Linked DNA regions of Ovis aries: region 1 is linked to region 2. A link is a contact called in public Hi-C data. All regions are on one chromosome and are shown on one strand. Each heading gives the region's core, a stretch centred on a gene start, on an enhancer-like site or on the middle of the called end of the contact. The rest is flanking DNA. Distances are from core to core; before and after follow the strand shown. Region 1 holds the start of ADAM19 (ADAM metallopeptidase domain 19). Region 2 overlaps ADAM19 (ADAM metallopeptidase domain 19).

The links. Hi-C and Micro-C count contacts between places; a contact is called where the count stands out from the background.
Region 1: a Hi-C map of blood shows a contact between it and region 2, with 2.0 times the contacts expected there. The contact joins the promoter of ADAM19 here to the enhancer-like site in region 2. A contact is called at or near these places in 2 of 16 Hi-C or Micro-C datasets (both in blood).

The regions. Positions count from the first base shown.
Region 1 is chr5:66,797,435-66,802,293 of ARS-UI_Ramb_v3.0, forward strand. ADAM19 (ADAM metallopeptidase domain 19) reads right to left here and starts at 2,226. Exons shown (of 23, transcript XM_027970455.2): 1 at 2,080-2,226. The coding sequence starts at 2,146.
Region 2 is chr5:66,714,259-66,718,841 of ARS-UI_Ramb_v3.0, forward strand. ADAM19 (ADAM metallopeptidase domain 19) reads right to left here. Exons shown (of 23, transcript XM_027970455.2): 19 at 3,826-3,970; 20 at 2,911-2,995; 21 at 2,396-2,620. Among named protein-coding and RNA genes, the nearest start is that of NIPAL4, 33 kb to the left of the region's middle. Within about 2 kb of position 2,148, at least 4 of the 54 cell types and tissues checked have an H3K27ac peak or open chromatin away from gene starts, as enhancers often do.

The DNA of each region.
Region 1 (4,859 bases), core at 976-3,475, 83 kb after region 2:
TGGAAGGCACTGGAGGGTTTAGACACAGAGCAATATGATCTGTATTCAGTTTGTGAAAGATCTTTCTGACGGTTGGGTGGAGACTGAAAGTGTGGAAGTGCTGTAGGGGCAGGGATGAGAGTAGAAGCGGGAAGGCAAGGATGGAGGCTTGCCTTGTCAGAGTTGCTGGTAACTCAGACTAGAATGATGTCAGTGGAGAGGAATGAAGTGTTTGGGTTCTGGGTATATCTGGAGGGCAAGCCCCTGGGTATTATTCACATTGTGCTTCAGTTTTCTCATCTGTAAAATGATATCCACCTGCCCATCTCACATCATTAATGGGGAGAGTTACTGTGATAGTGCTTCCCAAGCCACAAAAGCATCATTGCTTTAACCTGAGCTTCCTAAGGGCAAGGCTGCATTTGCATATCACATCCTACTTTCCAAATAATTCTCACCACCCAGATCTCTGTACTCAACACAACCCTGGGAGATAGGTAACAAGATTTCCTGTTTTTCAAGAAAGGTGAACTGAAATCTGTTTGCGGAGAGACTTGTTCTAGGCAGGGCAGACTTCAAACACTGGTTGCAGACAATCTTAATAAAGTGGTAACTGCTCAAGACCTAAGTAAATTAGTCTCTGGTAAGAATAGGCCACACCCACAGAACTCCTGAGGTCCTAAGTGAGGACTCCAAAAAGCTATTCTTTTCTAAACTAACTACATGAATCACATAGAATATAATGAATTACATAGAAGATGGCCATATTTGTTCTGTTACACTAGCCCAATGATGAGTGATTAATTTCCGTTTTAGATTACTGATACGATGCATTCTCAGTCAAAATACATCCTAAAAAAAAGTCATTAGACTACATTAGTTATCATATTAGTAAAAATGAGAAGCAATGCATTCATTTACACATTTTCTGAGTGCTTAACTACAGGCCAAACACTATGCTAGATGTCTGATACTCACTGGGGAATCAGAAAGACAGTTTCTGCTCTAGTGACTCTGATAAATCTAGATTCTTTGCAACAAAAAGGAATTATGATATTTAATAGAACATTTAAAGGAATGAAATGATCTTTATGATTGCAAAAATTATGGAAAGCTAGGCTCAGTAATAAAGAAACAGTACAACTTAAGAAAAACTGTTCAAACTTTGGAAATAAAGCAAAAAGAGCAAGTAGGATACACTTTCACATCACATTTGGAGCATTGGTTAGCAGGCCTTTTCACAGATCAGTGAATTATATAGGGAAATGTACCTTTGTTTGCCTTTATTTACTAGTAATTAAAGGCTATATACTCTGCGAAGTTCTCTGTTAACCATAACTTTCAGTCTGGTAGAGATGCAAATGACTCCAGCATAATAAACAGATAACTAAGAATTATGGTTGTTTGGCCCCATGGAGCACTGACCACTTTTATATCTGTCCCAGTACAGGATTTCAACACTGTCTCCAACGCCCCGTATCACTCCTTTTTCCTCTAGTGCTTTAAACTAGCTTTACCATTCTATTCACTGCCTCTCTGAAGAATCAGATCAATCTTTGCCAATCTTCCATCCTATATTTGTATGAGAGTCGTGTTTTTAACTTTCTGAAAATTGTACTTCTGCAATTTCTTGGCGGAATTTACAATCATTGAAACCATGTTGTTGGAGAATGTAACGATGTGGAAATGCTCATAAAGTGAAGTGGAATATGCAAGACACAAAACCGTACATATGGTATGGTTCCAATTTTATCCAAACGTATTTATAGGCACACACACAAAGACTGGAGAAAAGAGGAGAGACTCGGAAAGCAGCGGAAAAGCCAGAAAAACAGAGGAAAAGGAGAGAGAGGGCGGCAAGCCGGGGAGGGATCCACTGTTTTCTGCCTGCTCTGGATCTCCCGCATCTCCACCACCTCCCGGGGGCGCATAACGTGGGAACAAAGCCGGGGCTCCCGGGCTAGGAGACAGCAGGGGCGCGGCTCCGAGTTGCTGCTGGGAGTCCCCAGGTCCCCCAGTCCACCCAGGTCCCCCAGTCCACCCACCTACAAAGCCCCCGTCACCCACCCCTCACCCCCTACGCTCCGCTCCGCTACTTACTTCTGGTCCATCCAGGCAGGGCGAGCACCAGCAGGCAGAGCTGGGCGATGCCCACGCCCCGGGGCATGGTGGCAGCTGGCCCCTTGCGCAGTCGGCGCTCACCAGCACGCGGCCATGCCAGCCCCCTAACCAGGCCGCCGAGCTTCTGGAATCCACCGCGGTCGCCCAGCAGCTCCCAGCCCTCTCCCAGCCATTGACCGTTCGCTCCGCCCCTCAGCTCCACCGGGGCTGGAGGAGGGGCAGGAGGAGGCTGGGTGGAAGCCAGAGCGACCCCTGAGCCTGGCGCGGGGTTGGGGCAGGGGCGGGGGAAACTGCTCAGGTGTCGGCGATCAAGGGAGGGAGACTCCGAGCCCGAGGAAGGGTAGGGATTCTTCACGGTGGGCGTTGCCTGAGGAGGGTTGGGGGCTCTAGTTTGTAGGAATTAAACTGGACCCTTCTCTGCACAGCCCATTTTCTCTGTCCCACGCTGGCCTTGGGTGTCACTCAAGAGGCCGCTCACCAGCACCGGCCTCCACTCTTGGAGGCAGGCTCCGAAAGAGTTAACCTGGCACAGAGAACTAAGTGCTATATGGAGTTGTTTTCTTAGCAGGACACAAATCAAGGATCCTTTCCATCTGACTGGGAGGAGCGGGGTGGTGAAGAGAGGATTCCCAGAGGAGATGACATCTGAGCTCCAGAGGAGGCGAAAATGGAGCAGAAAACCCTAGACAGACGGACTAGGGCGGAAAAGCCCATGGGCTGAATTGGGGGAAACTGGCATTTGGGATGGTTAGCTTTTAGGGGTTTGAAGGAAATTGGAGGGATATGAGACTTGAAAATAATAATAATAATGACTGTCACTTACTGAAGTTATGCTGTTTGCTAGAAAAAGAAAATAATAACTAACACCGATACAGCATTTCCTAAGTGCCACTGTTCTCAGCACTTTACATATGTCAATTTATTTAATTAATCTAGGAGAACTACCTTTTATTGCCCTTTAAAATCTTCCAGGGACTTTGTATACATCATGTCTTTTTATTAGCCCAATAATCCCCTAAAGTAAGCACTAACAATATCCTGGTTTAGAGATGAGAAAACCAAACCTGAGAGGCTAAGTAATTTAGTCAAGATCACACAACTAAAGTCTGAGGCTGGATTCAAGTCCACATCTGAATAGTTCCAGAGCCTCTTACAGCACATCTTATTTTACAGATGAATAAACTGGGGGTTCCCAAGTGGCTCAGATGGTAAAGAATCTGCCTGCAATGCAGGAAACGGGAATTTGATCCCTGGGTCAGGAAGATCCCTTAGAGAAGGGAATGGGTACCCACTCCAGTATTCTTGCCTGGAGGATTCCATGGACAGAGGAGACTGATGGGCTACAGTCCATGAGGTTGCAAAGAGTTGGACACAATTGTGCAAGTAACACACAAACTGATAATCAGGAAAAAAAAAAAAAAAAAAAAACCTGTCTTGCCTAAGATCCTTGGCAAAGTCTGAGCCTCAGATCTGTTGTTATCTATTCCTTTCACTCCATCTCCTTCAAACTCAGGGTTGTACAGCTAAACAAGATGCTGTTTGGGGAAGGAAAAGGCATACCTGAAAATTAGTAGGTATGTCTATTGAAACCAGTGGGCATAAATAAAATATATTAGTCTGTTCATGCTGCCATAACCAAAAACTAAAGACTGAATGACTTGAACAACAGGAGGTTATTTTTCTATAGTTTTGGAGATTATGGTGTTGGCTTGGTTGGGTTTCATATAAGTCCTCTCTTACCAGCTTATAGGTGGCTGCCTTCTTGCTGTGGCTTCACGTGACCTCTTCTCTACTTGTTTGGAGAAAGCAAGCTCTGCTGTCTTCTGCTTCTTAAGGACACTAATGCCATCAGACAGAGCCCTACTCTTATTATCTTCTTTAATTTTTACTACCTCTTTATAGACTCAATCTCCAAATACAGTCACACAGTATTTGAGTGGTTAGGGCTTCAACATATGAATTTGGGGAATAGTTTAGTCCATAACACTCTATTCTGTGGTCCCCAAAATTCATGTCCTTCTCACAAGTATCAACTGAAAAAAAATGCACAATATGAAAGTTGTGAGTTAAGTTTTATTTGGGACAAAATGAGGACGATAGCCTGGGAGACAGCATTTCAGGTAGCTCTGAAGAGCTGCTCCAAAGAAAGGGCAGGTCAGAATTATATATGATTTTAGGGAAGGCGGGTGGGGGTGAGGGTGGTGTGCATGCAGTCAGGCACACATTTTGAGAGATGCTTGCTGCTAGTCACGAGGAGCAAATGTCACCGTTAATGATTTTAGTGCTTTGGTAGATATGAGGAGACACAAGAATCTGAGCTCATAAAATCTTCTCCTAAAAATATCTAACTATCTCTCTAAAGGCCTGTTCTGCCAGTTTTTCGCAGAGCACAGTGCTTCTTTCTTGATCTCCACCCTTACCTCCTTTCAGGGAGTGCTGAAGGTCAGCTACTGCAGTGGCTAGTGACTTGTGTGCATGCGTGCTCAGCTGTTTCAGTGGTGTCCGACTCTTTGCGATCCCATGGACTGTAGCCTGCTAGGCTCCTCTGTCTATGCAATTCTCTAGGCAAGAATACTGGAGTGGGTTGCTGTGCCCTCCTCTAGGGGATCTTCCTGACCCAGGGATTGACCTTGCATTTCCTGCACTGCAGGCAGATTCATTACCACTGAGCCACAGGGGAAGCCCAGCTAGTGACTTACTTCATTCTTATAGAGGGAAATGGCAATTTTTAGTTGATACATGCAAAATACATTTATCCC
Region 2 (4,583 bases), core at 898-3,397:
AGAAATGGCTTCTGCTTTGCTCACCAGTGCCAGGTACAAAGTAGAAGTTCACACACATGTGCAGAGAGAGCAGAAGAGGTTACAAAGCTTTGCCTACCAGCTCTCAAGAGTGGTCCATGTCACCAGGCTAGGAGGTGGTGGAGCTGAGACCTGAGTGTGGATGCCCCCAGAGCCTACCCAGGGCCTGACACACAGGGTGGTGAAGGGTCTGGAGTCAGCCCTAGGTGCAAGTCCTGGCTACTCTACTTACAAACCGTGCCCTTGGCCTGGCCCATCCAACCCTGTGAGACAGCTCCCCCAAACAGAAACTGAGGGCAGCAGACTCAGTCCTCAGACGGGTCCCAGGAAAGCGTCTGCCCAGACTGAATCCCTGCCGCCTGCCCTCAGCACTGTTGAGAAATCCCTGTTTGGGCCTGAAGCCATGCTTGAGGTGTATATTTTGGGGTACCTGCCACTGGCCGAGGGGCCTTCTGGGCTCTGGATTCCTGCTAGCAGCCTCCAGGGCTCCCTGCAGCTGGAGTCCACTACCCAGCCCCTCCCCCAACCTATTGCTCAGCACCTTAGGCTCAGGCTGAAGCCATCTCCATTCAACAAGCCTCCAGTGCGAGATTTTCTGGAACACTGGTCTCAGTGGACTGCCCCCTCCCTCCCTCCTCCTCTGTTCTCCCCTCACACCCTTGTCTGCGCATGGTTGCTTTCTCCCCTCTTAGTCCCTTTCTCTCTCCTTCTGTGGCCTTCAAAACTCACATGTGGGGGCCACTCTAACCCCCAGTGTCTCAGAATGTGAGTGTGTCTGGAGATATAGCCTTTAAAGAGGTGATTATGTTGAAATGAGGCCCTAGAGTGGGCCCTAATCCAATGTGACTGTCTCTGCGGACACACAGAGACATCGAGGCACACACACACAGAGGAGAGACCACACGAGGACACAGGAGAATGCAGTCACCTGCAAGCCAAGGAGAGCTGCCGCAGAAAAAACAAACCTGCTGGACTTCCAGCCTCCAAAACCGTCAGGAATTAAGCAGTCTGTGGTTTCGGCACCACCCCACCCCCAGACTCTGGTGTCAGTTACAGTTGCCCAAGGAGCCCAGCACTCTCCCTGTCCTCTGCTCTCCTCCCTCTTCTTGCTTCTTCTCTCCCTGTCAGTCTTTCTTTTCTCTTTCTGTATGGAATTTCCTATCCCACTCCTGCCCCAGATGAGAAACACGGGAGAGCAGCAGTTTTGCAGGGCTTCCCAGGTGGCGCAGGAGTAAAGAATCTGCCTGCCAGATTCGGGAGATGCAGGTTCGATCCCTGAGCTGGGAAGATCCCCCTGGAGAAGGAATTGGCAACCCGATCCAGTGTTCTTGCCTGGGAAATTCCATGGACAGAGGAGCCTGGTGGATTACAGTCCACGGGGTCACAGAGTCGAACATGACTGAGCAATGGAGCATGCATTTGCAGCAGCTTTGCATCATCAGAGAACCAAACCTGTTGCTCCTGGCTCTGCTGAACCATGATGCTGCCATGTCCCAGGGACCCCAGGACCTGGAGCCAACCACAGTCCTTAGGGGCAGGGACAGCCTGGGCCCCCTGGACCATGCCCAAGAACAACAGTCCCAGGAGGAAAATGGGCAAGTCCCCTACCCCAACTGAGGGTAAAACACAGGTGGTTCCGGAAGGCACCACGCCTGGCCACCGCCTAACATCTGTGTCTGTGCTGTAGGAACTCCTGCCGGAAGGTGTAGCTAGAGCCATCAGAACACAGACACGCCGGGTAAACAGACTGCTGGGGAAGATGGCTCTGCTTCTAAAGAACACCAGTGATGGGGGGAGAGCCCAGACCCTGCCCACCCCTCCCAGAGGCCAGGCCCCTTGACCTGCCCCTCAGATGAGCAAAGCATCACCCTACATCCCTCAGGAAGACTTCCCGACTAGTGCAAGGTACTGATAGGCACAACTTGGTGGAATAAGTACTATGATGAAAAACATGCAGGGACACCAAACTTGGGCTTGGGGGTCAGAGAAGGCTCTTTGGAGGAAGCAGCATTTAACAGGAAATCTAAGAATGAACATGTGATGTTGATGCAAAGTGTATATGGCAGAGGAAACAGCATTTGCAAAGGCCTAGCAGAGAGGAAAAGACCATGGGGAACTGAAACACTGACTGCACATGCATATTTGGGGTGGAAGATGGGCGCTGGCTGTCACAGAGGAGGCCAACCAGGGAGGAAGTCCCTGTAGCATATTTCCCCATTGCATCACCCCACATTCTGTGTGCCCAATATGGACCAGAATGCAGAAAAGGCAGCCAGCCCAGGACTCAGCAAGCTCTCTTCCCAGCCTCCATCATTCCTCATGGCTGATGGCTTGACAAGTGATGCTCCTGATCCAGGGTTGCTGAGAAGCCACTTACCTGGGAGAGGACGCACTTAGGTGCAGGGGGCACTGGCCGGCTTGGGGGCGGTCCCCTGGATGATTCTTTCCTCTCTACTGATGGTCTGGGCCCTGGGGAGTTTCTAGCAGCCTTGCTGAGGTGTGCTGGCGATGGCGCAGGTGGTGACACGCTGTGCAGGTAGTCTGGAGGGGGCCGGGGAGGAGGCTGGGAGGGCTTCCGCAGGGTTTCAGGAGTGTTGGTCACCTGTATGCATAAGACGAGGAACGCCTGAGATACAGGAACCCTTAATGCACTTAAAAACTTGGGGGTGGCCTTGGGTGTCCCACTGGCACGAACAAAGACCTCAGATCCCAGAGGTCAGATGCAACTTTTAAGTCATAAGGGGATGGTAGAACCAGCTGACCATCTCTCAGGCCAAGAAAGTGTCGTTTATTACCAATCCCAAGGGGCCCACAAAGGCGCTTAAGGGAAAATCTAGCACAGTCCTAAGAGAGAAGGTCAAAGTAGCAAAGTTCACGGTGCAAAGCCCTTACCTTTCGCCTGCCCTGGGGTGTCTGCAACTTGAACGTCGGGTTGGCATGGCCTGTTCCACTGTTCTGAGACACCCTGAAGGGACAGCTAGTAACAAGGAAGGAGAAGCACAGGTTGTTTGCTGAAGGTCATTGCCTGAGTTCGCTCTGACCCAGGTGTGGCCAGCCAGCAGCTCAGTCTTCCCTGAATCTGCTCTGGCGGAAGTGGGATTGGCCCTCCTGAAGCCCAGCTCCCTCGGCATGGAGACAGTGGCCAGTGGAAAACTCCCAAGGAAAGACAGTTGGCCTCATACACAGTACAGCGTGCCTCAGTATCTTTTCTTCACCCTTTTAAAACCTTTCTCCCCCCAAGAAGACAAGGATGTTACCCGCCATCAACCAATCTCCCTCAGGCATCATTCCAGGAGGACCTGGGATTTAAAAATCTCCTCTGGAAAAGGTATGACTTATAACAGAGGACTTGGAGACTATACATTTTCAATATCCACAGGAATGAATTACTTAAGACAAAAATTACTCTCTGTCTTGAGCTGATGTCTAGCCACCTCTGTGATTGACTTGAGCTAGTCAGTTTTCCTCTGCTGCCTCACTTTCTGGGCTCTAAGATGGGGAGGAAATCCATTAGATACAGGATAGATTTCATTTCACATTCCAGCTTGAATTGGTTGGGGCATTCTGCTGAGAAGGCTTCGGAAGTGATGACCAGGCTCAATCAAGCTGACTTACAATAAAAATCAGGTAGTAATGTTTGCCGTGGTCATGCAGCGTAGCAGAAGGGGAGAGGGTGACGTGCACTGGGCATTTGCCTTCCACCTAAATGAGACCCACCACCACCTTCTGTTTCTAAAACCAAGCACTACTTTCAGAAAGCTGTGACCCTCAAGCAGACCTCAAGTCCTTCACAGCACCCCATCATACCTGAACCGTTGCCTCAGCTTGGAAGGGAGGGCTAAGGACTTGAGGTAGCCCGGTTTGTTGTTCTGTTTACAGCAGCGGTACATCAGGATCAGGGCTACCAGCACAAAGATGGCTGAAAACACTCCAGCTACCACAGGACCAGCGCCTTCCAGAAAGAGAACCCAAGTGGCAGATTTAGAAGCAGCTGGAGCTTCACTTGCTGTGTTAGTCACTCAGTCGTGTCCGACTCCCTGCGACCCCACAGACTGTAGCCTGCCAGGCTTCTCTGTCCATGGAATTCTCCAGGCAAGAATACTGGAGTGGACTGCCATTCCCTTCTCCAGAGGAACTTCCCAACCCAGGGACTGAACCCTGGTCTCCTGTCTCACAGGCAGATTCTTTACCATTTGAGCTACAGGGAGCTTCAGTAGTGGATTTCAAATAATATGCTCCAGATACTCTTCAGATCCTTGATTTTCATTTACCTTGTATTACTTATTTTAACTTAAAAACTATAACAAAAAAACACATACTATATCCCACTGTGAAGTCACTAATATTACTAGCTTCAATAATCAGGTCAACTTGCTTGGCAGAGACTTCACAGTAAAATTTCTCCAGCTACTTCAGTTTAATTGAAAAGCATTCCTTTTCATATAAGGCAAGAAGCTCTATTATTCCAGCTCTATTATTATTTACCACTTGTTTTCTGCCTAAATCATGATTTTCCTGGACACAAAGCAACCACAAAACAGTGAGACATATAGATTGATCTAAGA